Linked DNA regions of Oryctolagus cuniculus: region 1 is linked to region 2. The links are chromatin contacts, called in public Hi-C maps. All regions are on one chromosome and are shown on one strand. The core of a region is the stretch at or near the end of the contact, and the rest is flanking DNA. Distances in the headings are between cores, read along the strand shown.

Evidence for each region. A called contact is a pair of places that touch in the nucleus more often than the background predicts.
Region 1: a Hi-C map of an unstated tissue shows a contact between it and region 2, with 4 times the contacts expected there. The contact joins the promoter of SETBP1 here to the enhancer-like site in region 2. A contact is called at or near these places in 3 of 6 Hi-C or Micro-C datasets (ear pinna, psoas muscle and an unstated tissue).

The regions. Positions count from the first base shown.
Region 1 is chr10:32,724,918-32,727,617 of mOryCun1.1, forward strand. SETBP1 (SET binding protein 1) reads right to left here and starts at 1,372. Exons shown (of 6, transcript XM_008261251.4): 1 at 1,229-1,372. LOC108177140 reads left to right here and starts at 1,516. Exons shown (of 2, transcript XM_070050269.1): 1 at 1,516-2,526. The coding sequence starts at 1,516. The coding sequence ends at 2,415.
Region 2 is chr10:32,651,940-32,654,714 of mOryCun1.1, forward strand. The region is part of intron 2 of SETBP1 (SET binding protein 1); the gene reads right to left. Among named protein-coding and RNA genes, the nearest start is that of SETBP1, 73 kb to the right of the region's middle. Within about 2 kb of position 1,307, at least 1 of the 8 cell types and tissues checked has an H3K27ac peak or open chromatin away from gene starts, as enhancers often do.

The DNA.
Region 1 (2,700 bases), core at 122-2,621, 73 kb after region 2:
TGTGGGTGGGGGGAGGATGGGAACTGGTAGTGTGCAGGGGAGGGGGCTGGCAGACGGCATTTCAGCAGTAACTTATTTTTTTAGAACCAGCATGCTCTACCGATCAGAATTTGCAATTACCCAACAATGCTTCCATCACAAACAGACACCCAAACCAGCATCACCGTCATCACCATCTTGCTGAAGATCTGCGCGGTCCAGTTTCCCTGACTTTGTCTCGGTGGAACTTCTCAGACAGTATTTTGGTCGAAGAGATAATGGTTTGAAAGACAAAAACAATAAATCGATACTGAAGGGCTCCCTTTCCGGAGCGATTTCCCCCTGGAAACCACCGAAGGGGGAAGCCTGCCGTTTAATTCCCAAGCCCAGGGCACACAATGCGTGCTTTCAAAAGGGCATTCGTCTGCTTTTAAGGGAATTCCTGTCTTTTCAGAGTCCCCAAACCAGAGAGCACAACAGACTCAAATCCATTGATTAAGGTTTCCGAGAAAAAAGACTAACACACAGCCACGACACAAGCACAAACCAACCTTCGCCGGCTGGACCACTTCTCGCCTGATCTTCTTTCTATTAACGACACGTTAGATTCTGATACATGCCACCCCCCCCCCAAAAAAAATCCAACTAGGCTACAATGTAGCTCTCTAGCTCCACTTAACCTGCAAGTTACAAAGAGAGCAAAAAAAAAAAAAAAAAAAAAAAAAAAAAAATCCTGCCGCCTTCCCACCCCTTTTCCTATGTTCCTACCCCCTCCCCCTCCCGGGTCCGCTCTACCAACGCCAGCCCAAGCAGCCGGCTGCAGGACCGAGGGAGGGTGCAAAGGCGGGGTGGGGGTGGGGGATCAGATTAGGCGAAACTCAATGAGCTCCTAGCCCGACTCTTCCACCATCGCCGCCACCAACGGGCCACTCGGATGGAGCCAGCATCGCTGCCCACCCGCGGGCCGGCCGGAATCGCGCCCCTCCCCGGCAGACTCGCCGGGACCGGCATCCCGCCCCCTCGGCCCCGGCTGCCCCTTCCTGCTCGGTGCAAAGTCAAAGCCCCGGCGAGACCAGGCGAGGCAACGTGAACTTTTGCATGCAGGGCGCGCGCACACACACACACACACACACTCACACACATTCACACACTCACACACACCACCCCGGGCCCGGGCGTGCGGGGGCCCGCGGCGCGGCGGGAGGCTGCGCGCCGGGGCTCCCGGGGCAAGGTCGCCGCGCGTGCTCACCCATGTCCCGGCGGCTCCGGCTCCGCTGGCCCTGGCGCTCGCTCAGATCCCGGCTCCGGTCGCTCGCCGGAGCCCCCAAAGGTGCTGCTGCGGCAACTCCATGGCGATGAGCATCTGTCAAACGGCGAGCCGCGGGGCGGGCCGCCCTCGCTCGGGGGGCTGCGGGGCCCCCGGGCGCGCGGAGGCGGCGGCGAGCGGCGGGCGCCCCGGCCGGCCCCGCGCTTCCCGCCCGGCGCGGCCGCCTCCGCCGCGCCACCGATTTATGGAGAGAGATATCAAGGGGGAAAATGGCGTCTCCGGAGCCCGAGGAGTCCTGGAGTAATCACATTCACACACACACACGCCCGTACGCACACACTCGCTCACACTCGCACACGGGCGCGCGGCGGGCCCGGCTAATTTTAGCAGGAGCCAAAAAAAATTGTATATATATATATAAATATATAAATATATCCCCGTCTCTCCGATCAACGCTATTTCCACCACCTCCCCCCCCCCCCCCTTGTCTTCAAAGGATGGATTGGAGCTTTAAAAATGTTGCTGGGTTTGGGCTCGCAGGAGGCGGCGCGCGGAGGGCGAGGGCGCTTTTGCTGAGCTGTGCAGTTCGGTCCGCGGCGCCCGGCGGCCCTGCCCGCTCTCCGCCCGTCCGCCCGCGGTCGCTAGTGCTGCCGCCGCCGCCGCCGCCGCCGCTCCATGGCCGCGCCCGCCCCGCGCCCCCTTGCCGCCCGCCCGCCCGCGTCCCCGGCGAGAGCTGGAGTGGGGTCGGGCCCGTGTGCCTGCCTCCCGCGCCCTCTCCCGAGTCCCAGAGTCTTGGTGAAAGGAAGGGGGAGGGCGCGGGCGGGGAAGGGGGGGAGGATCGGAGCGGCCGCGCGGCAGAGGCGAGCGGGGACCGCCACCCCGCCGGCCGCCTCGGAGGGGGCGCCGGCGCCCACGCGGCTGGCCCCGCGGGCCCGGGGCCGCTTCTCGGGCGGGAGCCGGTGGAGAGCGAAGAGCGGCCGCTCCCCTCACCTCCCCACCCCCGGGGAATCTCGGTCAATTGGAGGGAGCGGGGTCTAGCCGTGAAGGAGGAGGGAAACAGTTGGTGGCGGCCGATCGGGAGCCCCTCGCCGCACCCCGCGCCCCTAGCGCTCCCCAGCGCCCTCGCGGCCCAGTGGCTTCTGCGCGTCGGAGTCAGCGGCGGAGACTGAGCGGCCGTGGGGAGCGCCTCCGGCTGGGCGCGGGCTGCCGGGCTCAACACCGCCACTGTCTGACACAACAGGGGCAGTGTCGCGGGAGCCGCGCGTCCAGGCGCCGACGTGGTAGGCTCTCTCAACTGGGCGCAGCGTGGTTGCTTTCTTTCTTTTAAGCGGGTCATGAGGCTTCCTTTCCAGGGTTGGTTTTACTTTATTTGTGTATTGTGTTTTAGTAAGCTACTTGTAGGCATCGGGTCCTCGTGTCATTTTTTCTCGTTATCCACCACAGTTAGACTCTTG
Region 2 (2,775 bases), core at 57-2,556:
GCCATTTGCAATGGATGGAGATGTTTTTGCTATCATAAACATACTGAAATCTTATTTGAGACAGCTTGCTTCTTAATGTATATCCTTTATTTCTCCAATTGAAGAGGGCATAATGGAAATCAGCATGCATGTTAGTTAAATATTTTGTAGGGAAAATTTTTTATTCATCTCTGTATGTTTCCAGATCCACCTATAAAAAATAATCCAGGTGCAACAATTGTGGATTGTGGAATAACTGAAAAATATTGTCATCCCAAACGTGGCCTGCAATTTGAATTAGATTTTGCACTTCTATCAAGTTTGAGTTGGCAGGAGCTGGGAAGGAGGGAGAATGAAAAGGAAAGAGGAGGTGTGTCAAAGTGGTTCTGAATGAGCATTTGAACTTAATGAAATACACTGGACTTCAATCAAAGCCTTGCTCCCTTCTTAGATATTAGAAATTAGGTCAGTTGACTGAGATTTTGAACATGGCTTTTGCTGGCCATTGCTGCATTGAAATCTTAGGTAACCAAAGAAGATGTGGACTTATGGAAAGGCACTGGGTGATATTGTTAGGCTGAGTATCCTCAAGTTCAGTTCCATTTCAAGTCTGCAGTGCATCCAGGTAGATCAGCTTCCTCTCTTCACTTCCATGATCTCAATAAGGAAGGGGTGAGTATTCTAAGATATCAAGATCCTAGATTCTCACCCTTAAAATAAGAATTGTTTCAGAAAGAGTGCTTACTAATCAAGGGCGGTTGGGGGTGACAAGAAATGTAATCACCAGTCCAGGAGACATATGACGTTAGGATTGTTGATGCTGCTATGTAACAGAGGCCTCTGCCCACAGAAATCCTGACAGTGTTCACTTAAGAAGGAGTCCAGGTCCTCAGCAAGTATCTTGAACAGCAGAACCCACCCTGGCCACAAACCACCTGGGAAACATAAAAGAATAACTGCCTAGAGGCCATCCTCTATTTCCATTGGCATGGAATAGGGGCCTGACATTGATGTTTTGGTGTTTTGTTGTTTTAAAAATTTCCTAGCACTTCTAACATGTACCAGAGTTCAAAATCATTATATAGTTCATTGCCATGACATATAAATGAGAAATATGAGGCTCAAAGATTTCTAGTGACATCTAGACTGCATCCTACCAGGGGCTAGATTTGTTCCTCAGTCGAGCTGTCTTCTTGTCCAACACTTTTGTGACATTTCACAGAAGTCTTATTTTAGACCTCATGACAAAGCCTCCCCTTCCCCCTTCACCCCACAGGAACATTGCATGGGGAACTGAAACGCCACAAGACTGAGAAGGAGGGAAGGAACTGAAAGGTGAAACTCACTTAAAATAGGCATGAAACTGACAAGAGTCAGCTCAAAGGCCCAAAGAGGAGAAATGAAGCAAAGGAAAACAAAACACCTCACTAAGAAAAGCCAGTTAGACCCGGAAGGTTCTCTTGGTTTCGATAATTTAAGGTCTCCTTGAGGGATTATGCTTTACATGTCAAATGTGTCCTTGCAGTGAAGCCTCATGGCCTGGGCATTGTTAGCGCCCCTCCTGAAATAGAACAGGCCAGTGGTCACTACTCCCTGTGGTCCAGGGGAGAGGCTGCCACCCTTTCATGCCCTGTGAACAGCACTGCTGTGGCTTACCCCAACAATGAGCTCATTGTGACAACTGAAATAAATGTGCCCCCTTTCCATATCACAAAAGGATCTAACTCACCAATTAGGAACTAATGGAAGAAAGGTGTTGTTCTCTAATTTGGGAAGACCTAGGTTTAGATTTTCTGATGGGGAAAGTTGTAACTTCGAGAAATCCATTATGGAGGGTATTTGAATTGAGACCATGAGCCAGCTTCACACAAGTCTAGCATCTGTGGCTGTCTCTACACACTTCCCAGGAACCAAGAGGATGCCTGTTATTCTATGGGCAAAGAAAGAAACATCTTAATATAAGACTGTATTTTCTTATGTGGAACACACAAATGGGGATCCAGGTCCACAGTTTCACGCATGACCATTGTAACAATCACGCAAGACAGGAGAGAGGTGATCAGAAAGGCTACAATGTCAGGGATAAGCAATTTATTTAAGATTTATTTTAAAAGCACTAGAGTCTTAAATTTATTTTGATTGTATTATATATTTTTTTAAAGACAGAGTGAAACAGAGAGGAAGACACACACACACACACACAGAGAGAGAGAGAGAGAGAGAGAGAGAGAGAGAGAGAAAGAGAACCTTCCATCCATTGATTCAATCTCTCAATGCCTAAAAAAGCCAGGAGCCAGAAACTCCATCCAGGTCTCCCATATGACTGGCAAAAACTCAAGCACTTGAGCCATCATCCACTGCTTCCCAGGTGCATTAGCAGATAACTGCAAGCAGAGATGGGGCTCAACCCCAGGCACTCTGATATGGGTTGCAGGTCCAAAGTGATGGCTTAACCTGCTGCACCACAATGCCAGCCTCTGCCCTGTGACTGTGGACTCTCACAATCTCGGTCCTGAGATCTATTTTCACATACTGTGCTTATTTAACCCAAGAAAAGTGTCAGGAAATAAAGGGAAGGATCTGAAAACTAATTTATCTGATCAGCTAGAGCCCATGAGTATTCTCAGTATTTTGGCTTTGTGGTATCCTGACATCATCCTCTGCCTTAGTGGTCTTTGCACCCACCCCCTTCCCTGGCTCAGAGATCAAATTATACAGGACTCTAAGTGGATGAGAGATGGGAAAGGAAGGCAACTGAAATTTTCCAGCTCTGTCTCTTGAAAATGTAGACAGCCC